Linked DNA regions of Hordeum vulgare: region 2 is linked to region 1. Evidence: chromatin contacts called from public Hi-C data. All regions are on one chromosome and are shown on one strand. The core of a region is the stretch at or near the end of the contact, and the rest is flanking DNA. Distances in the headings are between cores, read along the strand shown.

Region 1 (5,300 bases), core at 25-2,524:
TATGAGGCAAATATTTTATCATGTCATTTGTGCAAATTAAATAAAAATAGAAGTTAAACATTTTAAACACATGTGAGAGTTGGATATAGTGAAACTGCACAAAATTCTAAGCATTTTTCATGTATAAAGTTTGTAAATCTGATGCACTATTATTTTGTTATGAACTAAATCATTTTAATATTACATCACGTAAAACAATGCAAACAAGGGGTTAAACATCCTTAACCGTGCATGAAAGTTGGTTATTATTAATCTACATGAAATTCCAAACATTATACATATATAAAGTTTTTACATGCGATCCATGGTTAATCAATTATTAGCATTTTAAAATGACGCATTTTTTGTAATTAAAAATTCTCTAGAAAATTCAACAAATTTGAAAACCTAAAAAAACAATACAGGGCGAATCCTGGCGAGCGTAGCATAGAAAATCTCGCCCACGGCGAGAAACTGGGGCGGTTGGCGTTGACTTACCTTGCTGGGCCTCGCCCAGTCGGAGAGGAGGCCGCTCGGACTCCGTTCGTTGATGGGCTGAGGTGGGGCATAGGCAGGCCAGGCGAAGACGCGGCTGGGCCTGGGCTCCACTTGGCCTTCGGACGCCGTTGGGCCGTGATGAGGCTGGCCCACGTCTGACCCGAACTGGTCTATGGACAGGGCCTCTCGGGAGGTTGACACAGGCAGGCGAGCTCCTCGCTCGTTGCAGGGGCGACGCGATAAGAGGCAGCTCCACCGAGGCGAGGAGATGGCTGGATGGAGCTTGGGTTGCGGGAACAGGTGGATCCATCGCGGAGGGGGCTGGATGTGGCAAAGAATGACGGCAAGTGGCAAAGCTTGCTGCTCATGCGGCCATGGGGGGAGCTTCTGTTGCTTCGAGTTACAGAGAGAGAATGAGAGAAGTAGGGAGAGGGGAGAGAGGAGGAAGGAGGAAGGAGAGGGAAGGGACTCGGGTCGACCTGCGGTTGCTAGCAGCAAGGACAACTTGAGGGTGCGACGGTTGGGCGAGCTCTTGTGGCTCGCCGGCCGGTGGAGGCGGGGCGAAGCTGGGGTCGACAAGGTAGACAACAGCAGAAGAGGGTGCGGCCTCGGGCTGCAGGGCACTACGGGCATGCGCACGGGGAGCCTCGGGCTCCCTACGTGCGACGGACGCATCCAGGAGGACAGGTAGGAACGCGTTGCGGAGGCTGTGGGCCAGCCAGGCACAGAAAACAAGGGGCAGCGTCGGATGTTGGTGGTTGGCTGGTATCGAGCTGGCTGGTGGCGGGGATCTGAGGAGGAGTATGGAAGTGGCAGCGAGGATGGGACATTTCTCCTAGAAATTAAGGCTGATCTAAAATGGGCTAGGTGGCTGCATATATATATATATATATATATATATATATATATATATATATATATATATATATATATATATATATATATATAATATAGCTGGATTGGGATAGGGGCTATTTGGTTCCTTCGATCTAAATCGTTCGGTCGTGGTTAAATAGGTTAGGGGTCGAAATGAAAGACCGATGATGGTTTGGGATATTACGGGGTTGATCTGGATCCAACAGTCATGACCGCCGGGTTCGGGTCCAGGGGAAGTTCCTCACTAGGTTGCGAGCAGCTCAGTGCACTGTGCAGAGAGGCTAGGCAAAGATGAGAGGAAAAATGGGTAGCCCGGCCTGAGATTTTTAAACACTAAAAAATGTCTCACTTTTGACTCGCAGTGCCGCTATAGATTTGACAGTTGGGGTATCAAACTAATTTCGTTTGCAATGAAATTTGGCAGGCTGCGTACCTACACTATATTAAGACTGCATGCCAAATTCCAACCCATTCTGAGAATATTTTATACGCACATTTAAAAACAATATTTCAATGATGTTGCGGGCGCGTGCGTGTGTGGTTGGTCTCAAACGATCAACGACAAAAATGGAGTGGACCTGTAACTACAAACATATGCAATTTTTTTAAATGACGACAACAAAGTACCCACACTATGCAGATGAGCTCCATGATGCGATGATAAATGAGACATCCAAATAAATCACACGGTGGTACCGAAATAAAAAGGGAATCTTCTCGAGCGTCGGTTCCGAGGTGTTACACGGCTCACCGGCCATGTGTACTCGTTGCGTAGAAGCTTCGGTGGAGGTCGTCAGGGACGATCCCTTGCTGGAATGAACGGCAGATAGAGGGCATCACATCAGGTAGGTTAGAGACAATCACGGGGAGAGGAATCAGGACCGGAGGAGACAACCGGAGGCGGCAGCACTCGACTTGATCACGAGCTCTGGATGCTTCGGAGGGTGCGTAGATGCTACTTGGGGTCGACTGGGATGGAGCTAGGGTGATCAGAGGCAAGGGGGAGGCCTGGGAGCCTCTATATAGTGGTGGCTGGAGCTCACCATGGACAGAGAGCATGGCGAGTTCGAGGGCATTGCCATGGGCCTCTGGGATGCCCTAGGCCATGTATACGGTGGTTATGGACGTGGTCCTGGTCTGTGGATGGGAAGGGGAGGAACGGGGGGAAGCTTGAAGCCCGCCCATGTGATTTTGCTCATTAGGGCTCTCGGGCGACCGACGCACGTGCGAGGAAGGGCAGCAGGAGGGAGAAGGAAGAGGGGACAGGGCTATGACATGCTGCGGATGACGATGGGCTTCGACACGCGTGCTCGGGAGGCCCGAGGTAGTTGGGAGCTTTGGGATGGGGCGGCTATAGCGCGGGAGTGCACTGTCGCATGCTCTAGAGCGTGGTTTTGGAGACGCCCATGAGTGCCTAGGAGCTAAGGTAAAAGTAGGGATGAAGAAATGGAGAGAGGGGGAGGTAAAATAGGTGTTGCCATAGCTATCCAGAGGGGGTAATTAGAGTTTTTACTCCGCTCCATGATTGAGCAGGGGCTTGAGACTTTTACTAGAGGTGAATGGTAACTAGGAGCTACTCTGGTAGAAATTTGGGGTGAAGGAGAACATTGGAAGGGGTCAAAATGTGTTTTTCCCCAAATCACGAGAAGGTGTTCGATGTGTGTTTCGGAAAGATAAAATTTCCCACTTGTTGTGAGATTTAACAGGACCAAATGATGAGTAAAATGAGAGTGGTCACAATGCTTGAGCTCATTTGAGGAAAGTTGACAATGTAGAGATGGAAAACCCTAGGAATCAACAAAAATGTGTTTCCATTGACGTAACCATGCAAAATCATTACACCTAATGAACATGTTTGTGTGGAGGCATTAGTTAGTGATTAGAACTTGCCCAAAAGGTTTGGGATCAAATGGGAGAACTTGGCAATGTATAGTTCCTCCAATTTTGTTGTGGGCAAAGAGGGTTTGGAATATTTTGGTGAAACAAATCAACTAGGATTGAGATGAAACTTTGCAAGATCACCACATATATCATGTGTGACTTGCTAGAATTTTCTTGTAATTATTTGAGAATATTTCTTATAGAAATATTTCAAATGCTTGAAATAGGCAGAAAGGGTTTTGAGGGGTTTTGTCCAATATTTTGAACATGACCACGTGTTGAAACTCTTATATACGGAAAATATATGTCCAGTGAGTTTCCCTTATTTTTCTCAAATATTTTGAAACCATTAAAATATTTTTTCCCTATTAAAGGCCATTTCTGGCCTCAGAAAAATGTATTTAAATAAAATAGGAAAATAAGTGTTAAAATAATTATTTGGCAGTTTTGGGACGTCTTATATATGGTAGGTTCCAAACAAAGTCTTTGGGGGTAGAACAATCCACCCAATTTGAGGACTTGTAGTACAAACCTCAATCGAGGGGTTTTGGAAAACCTAAATTTAAATGCTTTTTTCCCAAACTAATACTTTTGTCGGGGGGATAACCCCGGGGTAGGCTCATCGAGCCTCCTCCTTCATTTCCTGCCCAAAGGATATGACCAAGTACCGTTTCCCAAGGCCCAAGTCTTCTGGCCGGCTAGACTGCACATGCCGGCTCGAGGACGAGGCGACCAACTCTCTCGCCGGCCACGCAACCCCTACCAGCTAGAGGCGAGATGGCTACCCCTTCCTCACCGTCTTGGCCAAGCCAGCCGGCTAGGAATGAGGTGGCCGTGTCCAAGCCGGCTAGCCAAGCAGGCTAGCCGGTCGGGGATCTCAAGTCACATCAGATCGTAGGTCATGACGAGACCCTACGATTAAAGGTAGCTACGTGTCAGAAGGGTACTGGATCGGAGTGCGCGGTAGGTACGAGCGTCGGCGGCCACGACGCTGACCTACCCCGGCTCTGATCCATCACCTAGCATAGTGTCAAACCGTCAAACTCCCACTCCATTACTGCACTCGACGTGGGGAACAGTGGAGGCAGTTGTACTATCTGCCCATGACGAATCTCGCTTGATGATGCCGGACATACAACGCATGCTCGGCGTCAACCTTACGCGAGAGCTTCATTGGCCAGCCGGTGGGTCCCACCGCCAGACGATACCATGCAGCCGGCGGGCCCCTCAAGCGACAAGACAAGACCCTCATGGGCCCCCTGGCCAGCCGGCGAGGCTGCCAGCCGGGTCCCACTCTTGTACCCTTTATCCATATTGTATGCCGGTGGGTTCGTCTATAAAACCCCCCGGTCACCCTCCATGCAGGGTGTCGGTCGAACTACAGTTCACACCCACCAACCACATAGAGAGAGGCAGAGACGAGCCGGCTGCTCCCCTCTTCCTCCTCCTCAACACAACTCCAGGAGCAACCTTGTAATCCATCCATATACATCATACACTCCGGCAGGACTAGGGGTCTTATTTCTACGGAGAGCCTTGAACCTAGGTACATCGTGCGTTCCATGCTTGTACCAACCTCGTCCCCAGTGCCCTCCATTGTCCCTTCGGTTCTCACCGACTTTAGCCTACCTATGGCATATCTTGTGAGTATTCACCGACATTTGGCGCCCACCATGGGGCCGATCGCGGCATCGGCTCGCTTTACGCGCTGGGCGGGGCCCCACACCTACACCACCAGATGCATCGCGTCCGGATGGATATGCATGCCCGTGGAGCCCGCTTTCGATGAGGCAACACCGATGATGATCGACGTCCCTGTCCGCCATGCGAATTCGGACGAAGATTCCGATGACGAGGCGCCTCCTAGCATCGTCGTCGCTGCTATGGAGAACCTCAACGTTCTTTTTAGCAACCTGCATCTCAACGACGGTCCTCGCTACTTCGGCGAGGACTTCGATGTTGAGGTGCTATGCGCCAGCTTCAGCAGGCTCTCTATCGCTGAGATGCGTGCACATGTTGTTTACCCCAGCAATGTACTCGTCTTCGAAGACCCTGCGCCGTCGGTG
Region 2 (5,588 bases), core at 2,953-5,452, 370 kb before region 1:
ATGCCACGGCTAGCGACGTCACAGCGGTAAAGGAGATACTCGCCTTGTTCGGCAGGACCTCCAGCCTCTAGGTGAACTTCGCCAAGAGCTCCGCCACCGTCTTGCATGGTGACCAGACGGCCACGGAGACGATCGCGCACCTTGGTTGCCAGGTGGTGACACTGCCTATCACCTACCTCGGCATCCCCCTGTCTACGCGTCGCCCGTCGGCCGCCCAGCTGCAGCCCATGGTCGACTCTATTGTCGCGCGGCTCCCAACTTGGAAGGCATGGCTGATGTCAAAAACCAGGCGCCTTGGCCTTGGTAAAATTTGTCCTAGGCGCCATCCCGGTGCACTAGCTGCTAGCGTTCGCACCCCCCAAAAAAACCTCAAGCAGCTTGAGAAGATTCAACGCGGATTTCTCTGGGTCGGGCGCTCTGCGGCCAACGGTGGGCACTGCCACGTGAACTGAACCGCGTCTGCCGCCCCATCGAGTTTGGGGGCCTGGGCGTACGCGATCTTGAACGTGCCGGACTCGCACTGCAGCTTCGCTGGTTATGGTTTTCAAGAACCGATCCCGAGCGTGCATGGCAAGGGCTTGACCTCCAGTTCTCGCATGTGGAGCATGCGCTGTTCTGGGCATCCTCTTACATGGTCGTCGGGAACGACATGACCGCCCTGCTCTGGGAGGACCGGTGGATCAACGGCCGGTCCATGTGCGAGCTCATGCCCCGCCTGTATGACTGCATACCCAAGCGCCGACACACGACCAGATCTGTGGCGGACGAACTCAATGGCAACTCCTAGGCACGCGACATCCACGGCACATTGAGCTTGTAGGAGATCGGTCAGTACCTGCAGCTCTTGCAGATCATACAACACATCGAGCTCTCGGCTGCCCCCGACCAGTTGATCTGGAACTGGACAGCAAGCGGCACCTACTCTGCGAAGTCCTGTTACTTGGCCACATTCCATGGATCGACGGCCTGCTACTCCTGGAAGCTCATATGGAAAAGTTGGGCGCCGCCGAGGGTTAAATTCTTCCATTGGTTGGCCAACCAGGATCGTTGCTGGACTGCCGAGAGGTTGGCCCGCCATGGACTGCAGCACCACCCATGCTGCCTCCTATGCAATCAAGAGACGGAAACCTTACGATACCTACTGCTGGAATGCCCATTCGCTCGCGAGGCATGGCATGAGACCCTGGCTTGGCTACACATTCCAGCTCCTATACCCAGCCGCGAGCCCTCGCTCATGGAGTGGTGGATGCATGCCAAGGAGAACACGCCGGGGATCCTCCACAAAGCCCTCAAATCAGCCGCGCTGCTCGTGCCCTGGATGGTTTGGAAGCACAGAAACAGCTGCGTCTTTGATACTGCAACACCATCCATGAATACGCTTCTAGATAGGATCAAGGACGAGGCTCGTTCCTGGGCGGCCGCCGGGGCACCTGGCCTCCGGCTTGTGATCCCACAAACCTGGAATGTCCACTGATCGTAATGCAATTCGTGTCCTAGGACGATTGTAACTGAACTCCTTGTTTTCAATGCAAATAAACGCAAATGCTTTTTGCGTTTTCTCGAAAAAACACTTGTTTAGTTTTTAAATATTTGTAGTTCTTTTTCCATAGTAACTGTGTAGCTTTAAATATAGGGTCAAAATTGAAGTTTGATCAAGTTCACAGGGAAAAATATCAACATCTACAATACCATACTTGGGAACTTTAAAAAGTTTGACTTAGGACAAAATTTATGTCTTACATTTTGGCAATGAGGGAGTATTTTTGTACAATATGGTATATGTGAAATACATGCCAACGGCCTAAAGAATTGGGAAAAAAAGGTACAGATGTCAGTCAATAGGGATCAACTTACCAGAGTAACACCTTCTTTCGAGAGCTCCTCCAATGCTTGTCGGTCGAATATTTTTCCATCCACTGGTGATTCATCAATCTTTAATTGAAAATAAGTTAACCGAACAGTCCAGTTAAAGAACACAGTGTACAATTATTGCTGATATAACTTACTTTCCAGTCACCGGTATGGAAAATTGTGCCATCACCACAACGAAGTACTAATCCACAGCAGTCTGGAATTGAATGAGTTACACGGATAGGTTCCACTTCAAATGGACCAGCCTGAAATCTATTTCTAACTCTAAAACTCTTAAGCCTGGATGAGAGAAAAATCCCAAACTCCTTCAAACGCTTTTTTATGAGCTGCCCAAATAAGAATAAATTCATGTCATAACTTTTGAAGATTTGGCAGCAAATATACTAGTAATAATACATCAACATCATGAAACATGCAAGTAGTGATCAAACAATTGAGTGTTACCTCCATCGTAAAAGATGATGCAAAAATAGGTGTGGTCGAATCCAATGCAGGAATAACCTATCAACAGCAACGATGAAGGGACAAATGAGCATATGGTACTTCCAAAGGTGGATAAAAAAAAGCTCAGAAATATGATCTCAAGATATCAAGTTAGCAGTGTCTATGAAAAGCAACATATAAAATAACAAAAATGCAGAGAAAATGTATACATAAAAAGAGCTAACCAGATGCCAAACATTGGCATGGTCGTGTATAATTTAAGTGTGTCATGTTTGAACAAGCCTTGCCCAAACTAACTCAAAGAAAAACTATGGTATTCACAAAATAAAATCAAGTGACTTCTGGTCCCAAGTCATACATCTAACGTTGAGACAAATCAAAATCGATCTATGCCTTGAAAGCAAAGATTGTTAATGATCTATTTCCCACTTAATGCTCTAGAAGGAACTATCAAGAGTACTTCCTCCAAACTAGAAGATCTAGCAAAACAAACACTAGAGATGCCACATGATTTTCCTCATAAGAACACTTGTCATGTGACATTCCCTTGGCAGTTCTTGGATTTAATTGACACTGCAGCTATTTCTGAAACATGCTATTCAGCAAATGGAAACTCTGGCTCAGGATTGCGTGCATTGTACAACACAGAGGGTGTTGTATAACTAAACTACCTATCTTTGAAGTTTGACCACTAAGAGATGCTACGCATGGAAAGAACCAGACTGTAAGCAAAAGGTTCTAACTTGTCAACTAAGGAGTTCCATTGTGCTATTGTGACTCAAAACATGATACAAGACTGTTAGTTTTCATATCATTATCACGCAATTAAGTGAGCGGCAGATAGCCAAGCAATCCTGATAAATGTTATATTAGAGTAACAGAAGAATTATTTACCCAAGGCAACGCACCAATGTGATCTTCATGGCCATGTGTAATAATAACTGCTTCAATCTTGTGGCTCCATTTCTTGATGAAAGTTGTGTCAGGAATAATCTTTTGCACACCAAACTCGTCGTAGCTGACATAAGTTCAAATAAAACCCACTACGTCAAAATTCAGAACACGTGTGGACAGGAAACAATAGATAATGACAGTTTTCCTCTCGGCCTCCGCACCAACTAAGGAGTAAGGGAACAGGAAACTTTGTACATGCACATTATACAAGTCTACCTAGAGAATCCACATAAAAATTGAAGTCCTTGTGAAGCAGTGTGATTTACAAGAGAAACAGTTATTCATCTAAGTCCTCACTTGAATATATGATTTCTAAATGTGGTCAGAAAATGCATTATAAGGATGGCATACGCAGAAAGAGATTAGCAAGCTACAGGAATGCAAGTATGAAACACATACTCTGGGAACATAACCCCTGCATCAATCAGAATATAACGGTCATAGTTCCCGACGAGCATGCAATTCATGCCGATTTCCCCAAGGCCGCCGATTGGGAGGACCCGGAGGGGCGGACCATCCACCCCCTCGTAGAACTGCTCCATCTTTCGCTTGACTGAATCTTCCATGCTCTTAGTAGCACCCTCGGTTCTTCGGAACCTTCTACGGGGTATTCTGGATTCGTGAGACCCTGTCAAATAAAGAGGAGAAGCACATTGGTAGGCCAATTTGGGGTGAGAGAAAGGACAGGTTCGTCAACAGGGGATGAAGGTTCAGAAAGTCGAGACATTTTACCTCTGCCGGAGGGAGCTGCGACCACGCAGCATGATATGGAGGTTGGCGCGGAGGCGGAACGGCGGCGATCGAAGCCGCAGAGGCACAGAGAAGAGAGGGAGGCGAGCGCGACCATGGCGGCGGCGCGGGAGGTTCGGACCGGGGGCCGGGAGGGAGGGCGTGGAGTGGAGTGGAGCACAGGCCGCGAGAGAGCGAATGGGATAACGGAGGAGCCGTGGTTGGCGAGTTAATGTTTTTCTTTCGGGTCGGGGAGTTAATGTTTGTATTGTTTTTTTAAGTTTCACCCTTGCTCGCAATTGGAAAGCGATGGAAAAAAAGAAAGTGATGTAAGGGTCGTTTAACCACCTCGGTCAAACTTCCCAAAGAAAAAGAAAAAAAAGGCATATAGTTTGATATCTCACGGTGGTTTTTTGAAGGTTTTTTTATGCATTTAGCTTCCGCTAACCTCCATTGCTCCAATGTCATTTGTGATCCTTGCGATGATAACTCTCATGCTTGGGAGCTTTTTTCTTGAAGGTGCATTGGTTGCGCTTCTGTCATATTGTCCAACAGGCGAGAAGTCACATTGTGTTGGTTCCCTTCTTTCATTTATCGGCGGTTTCTTTCATTTTCTGTTAATGTTTGTATCGCGGTCAAAGAGTAACTACGCAATAAAATGGAAAACCTTGTAACAGAGAGTATTATATACTCCCTCCGTTCTTAAATATTTATATTTTTAGAGATTTCATTATAAACTACGTACAGATATATATATATATATAGATAATTTAGAGTAAAAATTCATTCATTTTGCTCCGTATGTAGTGTGTAGTTGAATCTTTAAAAGATAAATGTTTTTTCAGAAACGGAGAGATTATTATATTAAGTATCATGCATATGATACTAGTGTATGATACTACATCTTTAATGCATAGTATTATACTCCTTTCGTTTGTAAATATAAGACTTTTTAGAGATTGCAACTATGGATTATATACGAATCAAAATGAATAAATCTACACTCTAAAGTATGTCTATATACATCTGTATGTATTTCACAGTGAAATCTCTAACAGGTCTTATATTTAGAAACGGACGGAGTAGATGAGTATTGTAGCATAATTCATTTATTATCATGCATGACAAATGGTAGCACAACATTTAATATGATACAGTATTATGATATGATACTCAATCCTCTTTTTCTTCATTTAATTATAGGAATGTCACCTCATCAAATATGCCTAGTTGATATACATGATACTATCTATGATACTCCCATTACGACCAGCCTAGGTTGTCCATAATAGGGAGTATCACACACTAGTAATATGTATTATTTTCATAATGCATAGTATCATAAATTAATATCTAGGTTGCCTTATTAATTGTCATGCATGACACAAAGTAGTACAACATTTAATATGATACAACATCCTCTTTTTCCTCATTTAATAGTGTGCCACGTCATCAAATAAGCCTAGTTCACATGCAGGATAATGCTTATGATACTTCCATTACGACCAGCCTTACTGTCGGGCGACCAGCTAGGAATTGGGCAATTGTTGAGCCAACTCCAACGGGCTGAGGAAAACCGCGAGAGCTAT

What was found. Hi-C and Micro-C count contacts between places; a contact is called where the count stands out from the background.
Region 2: a Hi-C map of seedling shows a contact between it and region 1, with 4 times the contacts expected there. The contact joins the promoter of LOC123401271 here to the promoter of LOC123404797 in region 1. A contact is called at or near these places in 2 of 6 Hi-C or Micro-C datasets (leaf and seedling).

What each region holds. Positions count from the first base shown.
Region 1 is chr6H:267,713,691-267,718,990 of MorexV3_pseudomolecules_assembly, reverse strand. It overlaps LOC123404797, which reads right to left and starts at 1,274. Exons shown (of 4, transcript XR_006611914.1): 1 at 478-1,274.
Region 2 is chr6H:268,086,756-268,092,343 of MorexV3_pseudomolecules_assembly, reverse strand. It overlaps LOC123401271 (ribonuclease J), which reads right to left and starts at 4,202. Exons shown (of 18, transcript XM_045095031.1): 1 at 4,003-4,202; 2 at 3,670-3,898; 3 at 3,211-3,334; 4 at 2,317-2,373; 5 at 2,007-2,198; 6 at 1,855-1,932. The coding sequence starts at 4,117.